Regions from separate parts of the Zea mays genome. Here region 1 is linked to region 2. Evidence: chromatin contacts called from public Hi-C data. All regions are on one chromosome and are shown on one strand. Each heading gives the region's core, a stretch centred on a gene start, on an enhancer-like site or on the middle of the called end of the contact. The rest is flanking DNA. Distances are from core to core; before and after follow the strand shown.

Region 1 (3,434 bases), core at 84-2,583, 180 kb before region 2:
GCTTCCAAGGTTTCAATCATACTAGTCTGCAACTCTGAAGCCTGAAACATGTTGAACAAGAAGCTGATAAGGAATCACTACTTTCTAGAAACCATCTCACCAGGATAACTTGTGTGTAGAAATGGTTTTGCAAATGAATACTTGAATCTGCCTTATAAGTACTTCAGATGAACTTACAGTTCCATAACCAATGAAATATGTGCGGGATTTTGAGCTCAAATGCAGCATTGCAAAAAAAAAATACATTTTGAATAATAACAACAAAAAACATACTCCCTCCATCACAAATTATTGGTTGGTTTGGCTTTTCTAGGTACCTATGCTGCTATGCACCTAGATAGACATATATAAGCTAAAAAGTTTGTATGATCTATAGTTTGGAATGTAGGGGGCACATTGTGGTACTAACTAAATGATGGTATAAAACACAAAAAAAAGTTTACATCATGCATGCTATAAGAGCAGTTTCTGTCGTTCTGTTCAGAGCGATATATATTGATGTCATCACATTAAGCAACCTCTCAAGTCTCGAACAAAAGAAAATAGTCATGAAGCAGCCTCACCTCCTGAGCCTGCTCCTTCTCACGCTCGGCGAGCAGCTTCTCAAGCCCCGCCTTCTCCCCCTCGAGCCTCGCAACAGCATCTTCGCGCTCAGCAATAGCGCGTGCGGCCATGGCCGCAAGCCGCTCAGCCCGCCGCCGCGTCCTCTCCTCCTCCCTCCGCCTCTCCTCCTCGGAATCCTCCGAATCTTCGCTCCCTGACCCATCGGAGTCCTCATCGCTCCCGCTCTCGGACGCGACACTCTTGCCGTCCTCGCGATCCCCTCCATCCGTTTCCGGTTTCACCTCGGCCACCACCCCCACCGTTGGTTCACCACCGGCTTGATCCTGCACCGCGAGCATCGCAGCCGCCGATGCGGAGCGACGGGGCCCTTGGGAAGGCGGGGAGCGGCGCTTCGCTGCGAGACGGAGGCCGAGTGAGGGGGGCGGGCCGGACGGCGGCGGCCTGCGCGGGAGCGGCACGTCAAGGAGGTCATCGGCGGAGCGAGATGTTGTGGAGTGCAGCGTGGCGAGGTCGGAAGCGGATGGGGACTTGCCGAGGGATTCCGCCGCCTGCTGATCGATCTGAAACACGAGAAAGTGAAGAGTCAGAAGAGCTGGAGGACTCGGGAGGGGATGGGGCACGTCGCGGCGAGTGACGAAGAGAGCGCTGCCTCGCCTGGTGGAGGAGGGTCTCGGCTGCTTTGAGCTTGGAGGAGATCCACCCCGCCATGGCGCTGTGAACGGAGGCGCCGCGGGGCGAGGGGATTGGAGTGACGCGGACGCCGCGCGGCTGCCGGCTACTTGGTCGATGACTGACGTGATGGGCCCGCTCAACCGCCGCTGGTGGCAACTGGCGAACGAAAATGGGCCAGGCCAAACGCCCAAACTAACCACTATTCTATCGCATCTTGGATCCTGTATTTTAAACTTCGTTCTTACACTGCAAATATCCTATATTACGCGATACTACGGACAGCTTAAGAACAACTCTAATAAAGATCTGAAACTAAGTCCTGTCTTAAAATATAGGGAAATTTGGATCCATACCATTAAAAGATCACCACTTTGGATCCATACCATTACTATCTCACTTACATGTAGGTCCACATGAGTCAATGACATGTGGGGTCCATGGTATATATCTAAAGTTTGGATCTTTTAATGGTATAGATCCAATTGTTCCTAAAATATAAGACTCTAGATTATAAAATAGTTTCCAAGAGAGATCATATTTTATAAATTTAGAGCAAAATCATATATGACTTCAACTCTAAGGTCCCAAATATACAAACTCGTAGTTGCGATTCTATCTCCTTTGTCATCCACCGCAAGTGTAGTGGAACTTGATTCGCTCTGTCGATGTGGCTTCGTTCATGTTGCCCACCTGTCGGGGCTCTCGCACCTCAGTCGTCGTTTTGTCGATGTGCCCTAGTCCTCATCTACTAGTGTTCCACCTCCATATACGTTGGTGTTACTCTAGCGGACAGTTTCATAGTTTCCATCCATCCGCGCCCTACTCCATAGTCGTCAGTGATCGCCCCCTCGATCATCACATAGCAGCACACCCACGCCCTACTCGGTGGTGTATCTAGAGAATGAACAGGGTGAGCCCTAGCCCACCCTTTGATTTTAATCTGCTACAATATATAGATGTTTTTATTTTTTTTCTTTTGATTCTCGTATATTATAGGACTTAAAATGTAAACTTATTTATTTATTTTGATTTTCATAAAACTGGAACACCTTAAGTTTAAATTCTAGATTCGCCACTGCCTATTCGCCGATGGCCACGTGCCTCTATTGTCGTCGTACTGGCCTCATCGTAGTGCTTTAGTGTTCGACCCAACCAATCCAGGATATTAGTGACTCAGGCCACACACCTCTCGATGTCGCGACACTCCTTGTTCTGTTTCACATTCCTCACTGCCTCGTTGATCTCGTGCACGATACAGATGATGTTGCCCACGCTGCTCAACGCTATAGCAGCCATCTTTTTTGCTCAATCAATCAGCAACAAACACAGCAATGTACTTCAAATAGTTAATAAATACAACTCGTCAATAGATCAAGCTATGAATGATCATTGTAAATAAAGCCTTGCCAGCAGCACACTACTGTTGTGGTGTGGCATCTTCCATGCGTGAGAGAAAGGAGGAGCGTCTGGAGAGTGTTGTCGGTATCGATCTAGGTCGAAGTGAGAGATGAGAAGAAGCGCCAATGGGGAGGTCTGTGGGGTTGCTATGTGTAGCATGATGTCTGGAATAAGATGAAACCAGGCGCACGATAAATGAGAGTGAGATAGAGTTAGTGCGCGCGGGGAGACAGTTCACGCGCTAGCGGGCAACCAAAAAAACAGAATCGGTTGTTAAACACTAGATTTAAGGTCCGTTTGTTGGAAAGCAACAATATGTTTAGGTTCTAAACATAGCAAATTAACCTTTAAAACAAAATTTAGAGCCCTATCTAAGGCCTCAAACCGAAAGTTGAAAAAAGTCCATTCTGCCTCACGTCATTGTCCAAATTTCTTGGTCAAACTATAAAACGAGACATCGATCCAATTATTCCTATAAATTGTCAAAACATTCAAATTACATCGCTTGATTCAGAGTGGGTTTTTTTACAAAGGTTTATACTTTTTTATTCTAAAAATGATAAATACTTGGTGTTTTTTTAAACCCATATAAAAAGTATAATAAGCTTTTCAATATTGTAAACAAAATCTAGAGATAAATTGGGATACGAAAAATACAGATAAAACATATAGAGTTCATGAAAACATCATTAAAAAACTTTCAAAAAACGTGTTCAACTCTAGGTGAATGGAAAACATAAAAAACTTGAAAATAGAACAATCTAATCAATACATAAGCATGTTTTAAAAACTTTGTACGA
Region 2 (3,368 bases), core at 81-2,580:
TCAGTTACTATCATCTCTCTAGATATTACCACGAGATAGATCAATCTGACTTATTAACATCTCAAGGACAAACAACTAAACAAGTGGTGTGAGTCAATTAGAAGGGTGGTAACAAGGGCATTGGTTTAGGGTTTTGCGTCTGAAACAAATAAGTAGGGGCTGAGGACTTCATTGGCCAAGCTGAGGTTATGCCAGTAATCCATGACATTCTGCTAACTTCACAAACAAGATAAACATTGAAAAAGGAATACCAATTATGAAAGGCAAGGAATAGAAAAAAAACACCTACAGCTATCTCATGGAATTAAAACACTTCTTTGTAGAATTAAACCAACCATTTCTATATTGTACGGATGCTCACAGCATGCTTAATCCTTGGAGCAATATTATGCCACCCTAATTCCCCTATAACCACTAATCTATACCAATAATAAACAAGAACGATATTGTGTAGTAGACAAAGAGGCTTCTGTATTTGCAAAAACATATAAACTTTCATATTAAGTACTCCATATGTTTTTTTTTATTTGTCGCGATTTAGTTCAAGAATAAACTACCAGATGACAAATATTCGAGAACGGAGGTAGTATGTTTGTTCTATTAGTGAATTGAAACCAATGGCGATGCCATTAAACTGATTCACGTGATTATGAAGGGGCAACAAGATTTAATTGTGCACATGAATTATGTAAGTCAACTGAGGTAGCAGCAGTGCAGTACGCGGAAGACCTCGAGTTCATGAAGCAACACTGGTGACTGGTGAGTAACCACCACTGCCTAAGGTATTCAGGTAGTTGGATATGATTCTGATTGAAGCTGGGATAAGACAACAACACACATCATGGTAGCTCGGAGTACACAGGAACAATTTTTGGGGGCTGGTAGTGATTAATATCTGATCCCAGTTCGTAAAGAGAATCATAGTCGCGCTTGCAACGGATCACTCCGGGGTCGAGGTAGAAAGGATTACCTCCGACGAGCGCGGCGTAGGCGAGGGTGAGTTTCTGCGACATGGACAGGCCCTGCCCCATCTTCTCTTCCTCCCCGTCTCCTTCCTGCCCTCCTCCCCTCGGGTCGCTGCCGCCGCCGCTCCCTCCGGCACCGTCGCCGGCCCCCGATCCGCCGCCGCCGAGCTCGGGTTCCTTGGTCGCGACGGCCGCGATGATGCGGCGGTGGGAGAGGGAGACGGGGGCGGGCGACGCGCGGCGCGGGAGCAGCAGCAGCGAGGACTGGGAGCCGAAGATCGAGGGCGGGGCAAGGGCGAGATGCGCGAGTGGGGTCGTGGCGAGCGCGAGGGCCATCGTGCTCGTGGTGCTGAAGCTGACTGACTTCACAGCGGTCACCGGTCAGAGGGTGGTGCTCGACTGCTCGTGATGGCGAGAATTTTTTTCTAGGTGGCAGATGTGGCCGGTCCAGGAAAACCTCCGCTCGCAATCGCTCGCGCTGTAAAGCGCTTCGATGCATCAGGCCCGGCCTGGTCCAGTAGTGGGTTGGCAATGGTTAGTGGGCCTGGCCCAAGTTTGCTAGCGCGGCAGAGCGCGTAGAGCGTGAGATGGTCGCAAGGAGGGATTAGTACCATACGGCTTGCATGCGCGAGGTGAGCATCGAGTGAGATGAATAAAAGGAGCAGGAAGGCTACCTAGTTGAAGCACGCAGCTGCGCAGTGCGCACAGAGCGAACTATTCTTTCGCCTTTTACTAAAGAATACCGTGTGTGCTCTGCACATAGCAGCATACGCTTATTTTTGGAGGGGATCCTTCTTTTTGGGGGGCCCCACAATTCAAAACTGAATATTTTTAAATATTTGATTTAAAATATATTATTGTGGATGCAATTAGAAAGTATATTGTATTTAAATGTTTATGCTATTTGTCCTTTTTTGCAAGGTCGATCGACTCGATCTTTTTTTCGATTTTAGAGGTAAGGATGTTGTTACCTGCCTGCCTCTGCCAAATAACGTGAGATCTGATCATCAGATTACCGTTTAACTAGGGCATAAAATTTTCTATGCAACCATCGAATTGGAGCACCAAAACAAATAGATTTTACATCGTTCGCCAGAGCCCCGCTAAATCAGATTAAAAAAAAAAGGAGCATGAAATCGTTGGGAACGAGATGCCATCCCATTCTTGCCGATGCTTTTTGAGTGTTAAGGTGGCAAGAACGAGCACCGGAGGGGAGGGGAGGGGACAGTGGATCATGGAAGGGGACGACGGAGGAGGAAAAGACTGAACTTCTACTTGCTCCCTGTTTGTTGCTCAGGTGCTTCCTTCTTTCCAGTATGGTCTAACATGCACTGCATTACTTCTTATCGAAATACATCTGTTTCCGTTATAAGGGAAGAAAGATCATTTCTTTGGATAAAAGTCATTGACTCCATTAATTCCATGTGATGCTTCTTGGAGTCTTGGTACTCTATGCTATTGTAGGGGAAAATTGTATAACGCGAGTGGTCTTATTTTTCACGTTAATTGGTTTGATTACGTCTCTTTTTTTTTTTTTTTTTGCAGATAATTGCGTTAGGAGTTCCCTCTCCAACGCTTTTTTGGTGCTCCACTTCAACATATTTGGGTTTTATATATTTCATTAGAAACTGGTTTATCATGCAGAAAGCAATCGTAGAAATTGAAATACCGAATTGTAGCAGATACTTTTCCTTCGAGACTCGAGCTACTGTTCTTATGTTACCCAGAAACTAAATGCTTGTATTCTTTCGAGCTACTGTTTTTATGTTACCCAGAAACTAAAATGTTTGTAGGTGTCATTAAAGTAAACAGAATGCAACTACCACCTGTAGTTAAATTAAGGGATGAATGGTAAAAGCTGGACAAAATTACCAAATCCAAAATCCACTCTAGCGCACTACTGCACTGGCTCTGATATGAAGCACCGACGCAGACGACGTGACACCGTCACCGTAGGCAGCTAGTTACGTCATGGCGGACGAGCATGGGCGTCCGAGGCTCCGGAGCTGCGCACGGGGACATGGCCCCAAATTTCCTTGTAACAAATACGGAGTACGATAGCTCTTCCGAGTAACCGCCATGAATTAAGCGAACAGTCTTAAAGAAGCGACCCTTCCAATAACTAAATGGCAAGCCAAACAAACAGCTAAAATAAGATGATGGCTCCTCGTTATGAAAGCTTCGAATACTGATCCGAAATCCAATACATGAGATTGCTAACCGGACCCAAATCACACCCTCTCAGTGGCAGCCCAAGATGGCAACTCATAATTACATGATGATTCTGTACTCAAAAGATAACTTGTTTTGCACCTTCTGAATCAGATAACATAACACAAATATCCATTGTCCCCTTCCGCTGGAACTCAGGCTTCAACCATAGGCTCAGGACCGGATGAATCT

The links. Hi-C and Micro-C count contacts between places; a contact is called where the count stands out from the background.
Region 1: a contact with region 2 is called in a Hi-C map of tassel, with 2.7 times the contacts expected there. The contact joins the promoter of LOC100278586 here to the promoter of LOC100217059 in region 2. A contact is called at or near these places in 3 of 25 Hi-C or Micro-C datasets (ear, leaf and tassel).

Annotation. Positions count from the first base shown.
Region 1 is chr2:5,107,979-5,111,412 of Zm-B73-REFERENCE-NAM-5.0, reverse strand. It overlaps LOC100278586 (Golgin candidate 2), which reads right to left and starts at 1,333. Exons shown (of 10, transcript NM_001151817.1): 1 at 1,219-1,333; 2 at 564-1,124; 3 at 1-41. The coding sequence starts at 1,272.
Region 2 is chr2:4,923,796-4,927,163 of Zm-B73-REFERENCE-NAM-5.0, reverse strand. LOC100217059 reads right to left here and starts at 1,330. Exons shown (of 3, transcript NM_001143430.1): 1 at 971-1,330. The coding sequence starts at 1,301. It overlaps LOC103645830 (a long non-coding RNA gene), which reads left to right and starts at 1,651. Exons shown (of 2, transcript XR_561830.3): 1 at 1,651-2,262; 2 at 2,511-2,612. LOC111590994 (U5 spliceosomal RNA) reads left to right here and starts at 1,655; the gene lies at 1,655-1,773. It overlaps LOC100283276 (COP9 signalosome complex subunit 5b), which reads right to left. Exons shown (of 6, transcript NM_001156178.1): 6 at 3,113-3,368. The coding sequence ends at 3,332.